Linked DNA regions of Mus musculus: all the other regions are linked to region 1. The links are chromatin contacts, called in public Hi-C and promoter capture Hi-C maps. All regions are on one chromosome and are shown on one strand. Each heading gives the region's core, a stretch centred on a gene start, on an enhancer-like site or on the middle of the called end of the contact. The rest is flanking DNA. Distances are from core to core; before and after follow the strand shown.

What was found. Promoter capture Hi-C pulls out the DNA fragments that hold promoters and counts their contacts. Hi-C and Micro-C count contacts between places; a contact is called where the count stands out from the background.
Region 2: a promoter capture Hi-C map of pre-B cells shows a contact between it and region 1, with 6 times the contacts expected there. The contact joins the promoter of Zfp930 here to the promoter of Nat2 in region 1. A contact is called at or near these places in 1 of 39 promoter capture datasets (pre-B cells) and 1 of 9 other capture datasets (adipose tissue).
Region 3: a Hi-C map of regulatory T cells shows a contact between it and region 1, with 8 times the contacts expected there. The contact joins the promoter of Ints10 here to the promoter of Nat2 in region 1. A contact is called at or near these places in 2 of 39 promoter capture datasets (cranial neural crest and pre-B cells) and 1 of 484 Hi-C or Micro-C datasets (regulatory T cells).
Region 4: a promoter capture Hi-C map of pre-B cells shows a contact between it and region 1. The contact joins the promoter of Csgalnact1 here to the promoter of Nat2 in region 1. A contact is called at or near these places in 1 of 39 promoter capture datasets (pre-B cells) and 1 of 9 other capture datasets (macrophages).

The regions. Positions count from the first base shown.
Region 1 is chr8:67,493,458-67,496,197 of GRCm38.p6, reverse strand. It overlaps Nat2 (N-acetyltransferase 2 (arylamine N-acetyltransferase)), which reads right to left and starts at 1,323. Exons shown (of 2, transcript NM_001168577.1): 1 at 1,296-1,323.
Region 2 is chr8:69,207,725-69,210,464 of GRCm38.p6, reverse strand. Zfp930 (zinc finger protein 930) reads right to left here and starts at 1,419. Exons shown (of 4, transcript NM_001013379.2): 1 at 1,306-1,419. The coding sequence starts at 1,308. It overlaps Gm39188 (a long non-coding RNA gene), which reads left to right and starts at 1,468. Exons shown (of 2, transcript XR_870488.3): 1 at 1,468-1,606.
Region 3 is chr8:68,792,505-68,795,244 of GRCm38.p6, reverse strand. Ints10 (integrator complex subunit 10) reads right to left here and starts at 1,316. Exons shown (of 17, transcript NM_027590.4): 1 at 1,097-1,316; 2 at 567-634. The coding sequence starts at 1,225.
Region 4 is chr8:68,733,732-68,736,471 of GRCm38.p6, reverse strand. Csgalnact1 (chondroitin sulfate N-acetylgalactosaminyltransferase 1) reads left to right here and starts at 1,326. Exons shown (of 10, transcript NM_172753.5): 1 at 1,326-1,446.

The sequences.
Region 1 (2,740 bases), core at 74-2,573:
ATGGAGAAAGCTATGATAGGTTTCTGACAGTAGTCAGACTAGAAGGAGGATTCACCATTAGGGGCCGATATATTTATTGCATGGATTACTGCTGATATTCAGTGAAGTTGTAATGAGAGCTAATGGACTGCTTGTAATTTTGTATGTGTACTATTTTCTCCCTTAATTCCTTTTCTTTTCTCTTTCATTTCTCTTCCTGAAGCCCACAGAATCCAACTCTGTTGACAACCCTAAGCCATCTTTTTGATTAACTGGGTGGAAGACACTAGACTTGTTGGCTTGGCCATATGCAAAGAGCACTAACAAGCTGCACTTCGGTTACAGAAAACCTACATGGCATCCAAGGCTGCGAGTAAAGGCCTCCAACAGCCAGGCAGAGGCAGGGGATGCTACTAGGCAAACAATCTAATAGGGTTAGCAAAGGGCAAGAGAAATACGCGCCATGGATAAAAATGGTAAAACCATACAGTTAGTCTTTAGCAGGAAGCTTAAAAAAATAAAATATAATAAAATCAGAGTTGGCATTTGTCTGTTTTTGTTTTTTGTTTTTTAAAGTCGGGGTGGAGTCAGTTGCTTTGAGTCTGAGGCAGTCAAACCGGAGCTGGAGAAAGAGCAGAACTGTTAACAGAAAAGAGCCAAGCAATGTAGTTGACATTATGCCCAAAGTACAGAATAGAGTTCATGATATCAGGGTCCATGGGTCACGGGGCGTTAGCTCCGAGGACTTTTGGCATGAGCTGGCACCACACTGTTGAGTAAACCTGTCGACTGTGTTCCAAGGTAACGTCTCAGTCTTAAGTCACAGGAAGTAGTCGATTTTCTGGTGTTCCTTAAGACCCTACACACTTACCCTTCTTCAAGCATGACAAAAGTACTTCCAAGAGTTCCTCTGGAAATGCAGTGAATGACATTGTTAAAGAGTCCCAGAGGGAACAAATTGGAGGGATTGGTTTCCTATGCTGTTAACGCACCTCCTGAACGCTCAGAAACCCTTTAAGTAAACACCATTACTAGTTCATTTGTGACTGATAAGGAAACAGCATAAAAGGAACTAAATGGCTCTTCAAATCTAATAGAATGTGGCTGCCTGTCACCTACTTAAACAAAACATTTGTCAGAATCACCTGTGTACTGCAAAGTATTCCTAGCTTGGCTTCGAAGTATGTGCCACCCAAACTTTCTAAAAGAACTTGGGCCTGGAAAGTCAGGACTGTGTTGTGCTGTTCTCTCCCGGTCTTCCTTCTGGAAGAGGAAGAAATCCTGATTTCCAAATCTATTAGGGAGCCCCCACTTACCCGCTACCAGGACTGCAACCGGGCGGACCAGGAAGTAAGCTGAGTGAGTTTCAGTTCCCTGGTCTGCAAAGGAAGAGCTCTTATTGGCTGTTCAAGTTGCTCCGCCCCTTATGCTTAGTTTTTTTTTAAACCATCTCAAGGATCTCTGGGAAATGTAGTTGTAGGGCTTCACTTAACCCTGGTGAACTCTTTCTCTAGTCCGTTCTTTGCGTGAGATATCATGATATTTTTGCATTTCTCGTGATAGGTTTGCATTTCACAGAGTTTATGATCTCTGGGAGCCTGTGAGAGGTCAGAGCTTGAAATAGGCTCTTGCAAAGCAGATCAAGGACGTAGAGGAGGAAGCGGTTACCACATGTCACCCACATTCCTAATGTATGCCTTTCCTTCCACTAAGTTTTGTTTTCCCCCTTATTTCTTTTTCATTTCTCATCTTCAGGTCCTTTTACTGCTCTATCCAAAGACACTGTGGAATGTGTATGACGTGTGTCCGGATATGGGTTGCAAAAAAACGACAACTGTCCTATGTATTTCTGTTTTCGATTTATACTAATGATTCTTGTAGATAATGCTTGCTGTTTCTTAGCTATTTCCCTGTACACTATAATTTAAAGACTCCTTGGCACACACTGTTCTTATATTCTGGGTTGTCAAAATAGATTCCTAAATTTATGCTTGGTGGCATGTAGTCGGGTGTGGCTCAGGTGAGGAGAAGTGAGTTATAGAACTATATCCCCAGTTTCTATCTGCTCAGTTGGGTCACTGTGACGCATGCACAGCAATACCTCTCTGCATGGTTCTGAGGGATTTTGCTTCCTTTGTTAACAACAACCACTGGTTGGCAATCTGCTTGTATAGTTTTATACCTAAACTAGAACTTCCAAACTCTTACATTCCTACAACCAAAGCCCAATCAACAACAACAACAACAACAAAACAGCTACCCTGTGGCTGATACCCACAATCCTAGCACTTGAGAAGTGAAGGGAGACCATCAAGAACTCAAGGTCATCTTGGGCTACACAGCAAGTTCAACGCCAGCTTGGGCTACACGAGCCCATTTCCACAAACACAAGATAAAGCAAGCATCACTGTGGCAATGTAACCTATAGCTTTGGTAATATCTCAGCTCTTGCTTTTCCGTTTACCTTAATATGATCACTACCAGACGAGGACTGAGAGGAATACTGGCTATGCAGTGCAAACTAGAGGCCTGGCATTGGAATCTGCATGGAGAAGGGTATTCAAGAGGTCTCTGGGCTGGATTACTGGGCAATAATGGGTTTATTGAAAAAGTTATTAACAGCATTGGCATATAGACACAGAGACAACAGTAAGACAGGGCTCCAAGAATTGTTCGGGCTCAGCTCAATGGACAGACAGTTTGGTGGAGTCTCTGAAGAGACTAAGAGGATGGGCCAGAAGAGGGAGCCTCCTTTTATCCC
Region 2 (2,740 bases), core at 170-2,669, 1.7 Mb before region 1:
AGAGGAGCCAGCCTAGGACACATTTTCCATCCTACATATGCTGCGTCAGGCCCCAGGTTACACGCTGAACAATTCACATAGAGACAGGAGAGTCCAATTTTAAGTTGCTAAGTGGTTACTTAGGCAGAAGAGAGGCTTACACAACAAAGTATTCCCAGGACTATTTCTTAAGTACACCAGTATCCTGGAACAGTAGACCATTCTTCAGTGTCAGGGTCCCTAGGTGAATATGCCAGACTGAGAAAGATTATAAAAGTATAAAGGAGAAAAGATAAAAGCTGGGGTGGGAAATCATAGAGAGCACACTAAGAAGTTAGAAGAGGACTGAGCTGGGTGTTAAGCTGAGGAGCAGCTAGCTCAGGTCAGCTCTCCAGCTCAGGTCAGCGCTGTGTGTAGCAGATAATGTAGTAATGATGTGACGGCTCCTTATAACTAATAAACGCAGAGGCCCACAGCAGGCAGGCCGAGATCTTGATGCTGCTACAGTGAAGACCATACTGCTGTCTGGCTTGCTAACAAAAGGACAACTGGCTGCATCTATATAAGAGGATCCATAGAAAGCAGCCACTGCCTAAGAAGAAAACAGGACTTTTATGGCACACCAGGCCTTAATGTTGGTTACATGACCCTACCTGCTCCTTTGAGCAGCTTCTTGGTCTCCTGCCACTTCTTAAGGGCATCGGTCTAGCGGCTGTTTAAGATCAGGGTTGTCTCCTTCCTTATGGTTGGAGCCAAATGTCTAGACAATCCTGGTGAACAAACATGCGTATCTAGCACTTCATCTCTTACAGACCTCATTAATACACTATATCTTTGGGTGTTTCAGAGGCAGCCCACCTTTAGCTAAACTCTACTCTGTGTGACTTATTCTCTCCGAAGCATTGGTAAATCCTTTGCATTATCATCTCAGCAAAATAGTGGAGTGCTACCAACACATAAGATTCCATGCACAATACCCACAAAATTAACTCCAAATGTGAAATCCGAAGAACAGAAATTCTAGAGATGCTAGCTAAACTAAAACGGCAACCTGCCGTCCTCTGATGCACAAGAAGCACGGTGATGTTGGCTACAAAGATGTTTCTACGCACACACCATGTCCCCAAAGCTCTACACAGACGCTGCCCACAGGGTGAAGTTCTTCAGAGGTCACCACTTTGGTACAGGGAACTACAGAGACCGCATGGGACTTCATACAACTCCACATCTGGCCCACTAGCTTCCATCCAGTCCAAGGGTAGCCTACCAAAAGGGATGCCGAGGCTCAGCAGCCCACTTCTCCCAAGACTGCGGTCCCTTGCTCACCATAGCGTGGCTTCCAAGCTCGCGTGCACCCCTCACAGATCCTGTTACACGCAAAGAACCGCTTGCATTTTCCCAGCTTCGGAACGGAGCCTGGAGCCTGGCGCCCGGAAGAGCCCGCCTCCCCGATGACGCTCCGACTGCAGGTTCTCATTGGCTGATGAGGCCTGAGTGACAAGAGTCCCTCCTTTGGCGTTGGAGTTTAAGGAACAGCACAGAACAGTATTTCCTGTTGCAGATATTTGCATTTCAGGAGTCCTTGCTCTTGACCTGAGGTAGCTTCACTTCTATCTTTCCTTGCGTGGTAGGCACTTTCCCCTTTTCCTCCTTGACACAAGGTAGCTAGTTTAAATAGCACATTACAAAATGTGGAGTGGAGTGTTTCTCCTGTCCCACAAGTGGAAGGGTGCCCACGATATTAATAATTAAGGAGATTTTAGAAAACAAATGTTTGTTCTGTGGGTTCACGGTGAGGTCAGGTGAGCTACAGCTACGTTCTACCTGGCTGGCAAAGGTACACTGGACAATCCTGAGAGAAAACCTGGAACCACATCACAAACACAATGAAATGTGTTTCTCCCACAAGAAGGCTGGATGGTGGATCCATCCCTATAGGAGTTTTCTTCCTGAAATTCAGGTCTATCTCTTGACAAATTAACACTAATGATAAGTGTAGTCTCCACGGTAACTTGAATAATTAGAAAGAAATGGTTCGAGGAAGAATGTTGTTTATGAACACTATTCCTAACATTTTTCTGAGTTAAGGTGAGAAAACGCAGCTGTATTAGTCAAGGTTCTCTAGATGAACAGAAATGATAAAAATGAGCGTCTCTTTCCCTCTCTGTATGTAGAAAGGGGATTTATTAAAACGGCTCGCAGGCTGTGGTCCAGCTAGACCAACAAGTGCTGTCTAGCAACTAAAATTGGAAGAATCCAGTAGTTCAGTCCATGAGGCTGCGTGTCTAAGCTGGGCTTCACTGTATACCACATTTTCAAAGAAGGAGGCTCTAAAGGAATGAACTTGCTAACCAAAGATAGGGCAGAGAGAGAGAGAGAGAGAAAGAGAGAGAGAGAGAGCTTCTTTCTTCTCTATTTATGTGGACTGTCACCAGAAGGTGTGGCCCAGATTAAAGGTGGATCTTATCGCCTCAAAAGACCCAGAAGCGTCTTCCCACTTCATAAGTTTTAATTAAGAAAAATCTCTCACAGGTATATGCAACTTTTTGGGTCTTAGTTAATTTGTAGTCAGTTTGTCTACCAAGAATAGCCATCATAACAGACAAGACAGAAAAACTTGGAAATATTTCTTACCAGCAGAAAGCAGGGAAATCATTTAACAAAAATAAAAGACAGGAAGCATGGGGGTTTTCTTTAGAGAGCCTGGACACATTCGCGTAGAGTTCTGCCTGATTTGGTGGTGTTCTTAGCTCAGCGTTGG
Region 3 (2,740 bases), core at 67-2,566, 1.3 Mb before region 1:
TAAAGAGTAATTTGATAGATGATGAATTGTACATATCCCTTAGCTACAAAACATCAAAATATGGGTGCAGAATTACTCACTGACATTCCAAACATAAATAAATTGGAAATTAACCATGCACCCAGAAAATGATACATGGCCATTAAGAACATCAGTTGTCTCTATAGACTAGACCCAGAGGGTCCACAACAGCGGGTTATGAAAGTACACTTCAGGGTAGAATGGCCTCGCTTTTATCAGCTACCCAGTGTATGTATGTATACATATGGAGACACACAAAACTTAGCTCTGGGTTAGAAGGGATTTCACATTTCATTCTATCAATTGCTGTCTGAATGTTTGTAATGAGCCTATGATAAATCACTGGCTACAAATTTGGGGATTAAAATACAAGAATTAAAAAGTCGTCTCTGTAGAACGCCTGTTGGCAATTAAGGCCTGAATTCTGGGTACCAGGGAAGAGGATGATCTTGCAGAGCCCCGACTGCTACTATCAATTGTTCATATCTGAAGAGGACCCCTTCAGATATCAACAATAGCTCCCAGAACGATCCCAGTTAACTCACATGTCATACAGCAACCTCCCTGCGGTGGCAGTCCTCTCGGCATTCCGTTCGATGGTGTACATTTCATACTGAAACAAGGCAGACAGGGTCAACGGCTTCCACGGTGGTAGCTGGTCCAGCTCCAGCCCACCTGCAGCACTGCTCAGAGGTGGGCCTTCACCCAGAACACCCACGAAGGGAAATGAGAGCCTGGTGGCCCAGAATTCACCCCATCTGCAGGGCTTCTAGGATCAAGTGGAGTAGAAACGTCCCCAAAGAAGCAGCAACTGAACAGATGGCTGCTACCATGATCAATGAATGAATGCCCTGGGCCCTAGTGGCAAAGATGCACTGTACAGGATCAACCAGACCCGGATTTACTGTATGGTTTCCGCCTTTGCAGGTGCTGGGGAAAAGGTTGGTCAACTGTCCTGTGGAGCAGGGTAGGAGCAACGTGGGGAGGGGGACAGCGGCCGCGCAAAGCGCCCAGGGCCACTGGGCTCGGCCAAACGCTCTCTTCCGCGCGTGCGGACGCGCCGGGTCTGACTCACCTGGATGTTGAAGTCGGCCGGGTAGAGGCTGCGGGCCGTGATCAGCCATGCCTTGGCTGCCCACAGGTCCTGGGGCACTAGTTCCCGGGCTCGCTGCACCAGAAACTCACAGTCGCCCTGGGCCGACATGGTCCCGGGTTTTTGCCCTTCCAGTAGGCGACACTAGGGCGCCGCCAACCCCCAGGTGGCCACTGCGCATGCCCAGAGACCAGCCAACCACAGGCCGCAGAGGTTCTGTAGAGTCCTATGGAAACTACGGAGACCTGGATTTTCATTACTCGGATTGCCATCCGTCGATGGTAGCGCGCCGCTGACCGCCTGGGAGTAAGCGTCAGAGTCGGCAACCCTGTGCTCCAGGTTCTTGCGTTCTCCTTTGATTCCAGCCCGGGTTTGAAGGTCCGCGACACGCTCAGACACGGAGCGGCGGTCCTTCGGTGTAAATAAACCTGGTGCCCAGGGTTAAGGTGTAGTTTCGAAGTGTCGCGGAGGGCTGGGCCTGGACTGTGCAAGACGACCCCACCCTCGCATGCGGAAAGACCCTGGATCGCCTGTTGCTTTTGAGCTTTGCCAACATCTTTGCCCCTGCCCCAGGCATTATTTCGCCTGAATCTTATTCTTTTTCTCCTATACGGAAAAATTAGCATTTAGAAGATGCTCGGCTGGATGTCCGAACCACCTGCTCTGCAAGAGTTAAAAAAAAAAACAAAAACAAAAACAAAAAAAAACAAAAAAACAAAAAAAAAACAAAAAAACTTTGATCATTTGAACAATGGAAAATAGCTGCAGTATAAATCGGTACCGAAATCCTGGCTTTGGTTTTGCATTTGAACAACCACAATAACAAAACAGTCCCCCTGTTCTGTTGACAAGGCAATATTCATTTATTGAATTGGAAGTGTCCGGAAAGTGAATTGCTAGCTTTGGTTTTCCGTCTAAGTGCATGTATATATATATATTTCTTATAGGTGTTTGTATATAGTTCCTATCAACTGTAGCCATCATTTGCCACTTAAAACCAGGACATCGAAGAATTCAGAGCTGGTTTTCTTTTCTTTTTTCCTTTGAGACATTCGGTCATGGCCCAAGCTGACCTTAAACTTGGCAAGTATACGAGGATGATCTTAAACTCCTGATTCCTGACTTCCATCTCCAAAGTGCTGGAATTAAGGACATGTGCCTGTTCTGATTAATTTTTTTTTCTTTAACAAAGAAATTAGGAATTTACTTATTTAAGTAAAAAATACAGATATTAAAAATAAATATGAATATAAACATTACAATAGTGAATTGCAGTTCTTGGATGAAGCTTTGTTTATGTCAAAGATTATTTGTGAAGAGAAGGGACATAGGCTACGAAACAAAACTATTTGGGGCAATAAACATCTACATCATCTCTGATATCTGACCTAACTGTCTTCTTCCAGATAAGCTTTTTAGGAGGGATCTTTAAGCCTGGAAGACTTGAAGCTCCAGTAACCTTCAAGTTAAGAATGAAATAATACCTGGTCTTTATGGAAGAGGTTTCCCAACCTTTCTCTAGCCCAGCTACCCGATGTCTATGCTGGCAAATGCATTGATCTGTTGCTCTCTTTTGTTCTGTGATCCTAGAAGCTCAGGTGGCTTCCCTACCGTGAACATATCATC
Region 4 (2,740 bases), core at 77-2,576, 1.2 Mb before region 1:
GGCCTATATAAGCAGCACAAGTTCTGGGCTTGGGGTCTCTTTGCTTCTGCAATCAAGCTCTCCCAATAAACGTGTGCAGAAGGATCCTGTTGCAGCGTCATTCTTGCTGGTTGAGTCGGGCGCACGCAAGATATAAAGTATGTTCTCTATCTTTCACATAGCCTGCAGGGCATGTCTGTGCTGGGGCCATGGCATACTCAGAATTTCTAGCCCATTTTTCCAAACTAAAACCTATGTATAACTTTATTACATGATTCTGGAGACACCATTGAGTAAAGAGATGAGAGCTACTTCAGTAGGTGAAAGCAATCAGAACTAGAAGAACCTATCAGTAGATGAAGACAGGAATGCTTTAGTGGCAGTTAGGACAAAAGCTCTGAAGAAGTTGCCCGACTACCTACTAAGTGTGAAATCAAAAAACCCTGACTTCCACCTAGTGACGTCCATCTGCAAATGGAAATTGCCATATGATTGCCTTTTGAGGATGCTAGGAGCTAATCTGTGAGAAATAACTGATGTCCACATATGTACGTGCATATCTATGCAGTGTTAACTCTTTGTTATCTTCCTATCATGCAGTACTTTGATGCAGCTAGAAAAATTACACTGTATGTTTTGTGATTTGGCAAACACGGATTCTTCTATTTTTCCACGAATCTCAGCTGAGTTGATGTAGGGATGTGGCCGCTAGAGGTCCTTACAGACATCGCTTAGCCACAGTTGGGGCTGAAGGGTTAAAGGGGTTTCTGATCTTTTGTAAATAAAAGCTTCTTACTGAAGGCCTTATTACTACAACTCAGGGCACCCAAAACAGTGACTATCTTATTAATTCTCTCAAGTAGAGTGTAAGAAGTTTTGGAGGCAAGCCATTAGGACAGTCCTAGCAGCGCAAATGCCTCGGGGATGAGTTGGGGAGTGGGGACGAACTTGTAGGATAGATGCCCCCTCTCTGTTGGGGCGCAACTTCCAACAGTGCCCTAGTCTCTATCGCCAACTTCTCTGATGTTGGTGATCAATCACACTTGAAGTCTCTACGGTACAGGAGACCCTGCTCTCCACTCATGCTCCCTGCAGTGACAGTCTCTCAACCAGGGCACCCTGCTCTGCTCGGACCTGGAGCGGGGACGCACTGCAGACTGGCCCTGGAGGAATTAGATGACTGCAGCCATACACGACCCCAGCCCTGAGGCCCACGCTACCCCCACCTCTCAGCTCTCGGCTCCTCGGGCTCCCACTCGGAGGCCGGCGCTGTGCTTGGCCGCTGTTCAGCCCGCGCTCCCCGCTTTCCCCCTCCCCCTACTGCTCCGGGTCCCTGGAGGCTCAGCGGCTGTTGGAACTGGAGGTGGAGCCGAGCCCAGGGCCGCCTCGCAGGAGGGAAAGTTCAGCGGCAGCAGGGGAGCAGCGTAGCCGAGGGATCCGGCTCCGCTGTCTGCAGTGTTGCCTGGGGTAAGTCGGGGTCCCTACCCTGAGGGCTGGACGGGTGTGGCCCGCTATGTGCGGGCGTGTCGCTGCCGTTTTCCAGTCCGCGCCACTGCCCCCGACCTCGACCTCAGGGTGGCTCTCTGTCAGCCGGGAGGACGCCTGCACCGCTGGCTTCCAGAGACCACTGCTGTCCTAGGGCTGAGGACTCCGGAATCACTGCCCTCTGTAGCCCTTGCGAGGCGCGTGGAGGGATCGGTGTCTCTAGGTGGACGCGCGAGGGTCCCGTGCCGCACCCCACGGCCAGCTCAGCTTCTTCAGCGGTAATTGAGCCCCCAGCTGTTGGCTTACTCTCCAGAAACCCCACTTCAAAGTAGCCTTGGCATATGTGCGGGTGCCTCTAGTTTGCTGTTTTTGGATTGTATTTGCTGTGATGAAGAGGGTGGCCCGTGGGCAGCACGCTCCCCTGCATTGTGCCGCCGCGATGGTGACTCTCTGGATCCCAAGGGTCTTCACATCTGCATGTGACTGCATGCAGTTGTATGTGCCAGGGGCGGGGAGAAGCTCTTCCAGGGAATGGTCTAGGGGTGCAGTGGGGCATTCCGAGGGCTGGAGGAAAAGGAAAGCTGTGCTGGGCGAAGGCAAAGTTGTTTGTTTCCGCCACACTTCCTGCACCTGTACCCCTGTCGTCAGTGATTCTGAAGTTATGGAGGAAAAGACGTTAACACTATTGTACATATCCTCAGTGGACGCTAAAAATGAAGTAGTAATGAATGATCGGATGGCTGTATTTTGCAAAATCCATTTTTTATTCAGATTGCAACGACTTGGCACAGTTTTGACTTAAATGTCATTAAAGACAACTAACTACGATTCTATATTTATAAAGAATTTAAATATCTAGTAAACCCTAGCAATTCCACGGGGTTTATTGGATTGTGTTGACACTTTTTGTTCAAGAGAGCTCCAATTATTATGGTCCTTGAGCATTAATAAACTATGGGTTCTGCTGCGTGGAGAGAAGTCTAACAAACTTGGAAACAGAAGTGTAAGGCAGAGAGTAACTGGTTCTCTAGGCATAAAAGGTCACCTGAACACACAGAAGAGGGATTGCTGTAACAGAGGGATTATGTGTTGAGCTTCCAGAAAATATGAGATGGGCAATTCCCATTGTAGGAACCTAATACATATATGATCACTCCTCTGCATTGAATCAACTACCTAATGGATGTGTCCAATGTGCTTCACTAGGGTGAGCTCAGGAAGTGAGCTTCGTAGGGTGAAGAACAGCTATTAAAACAGCCTAAGACAAAATCATGAA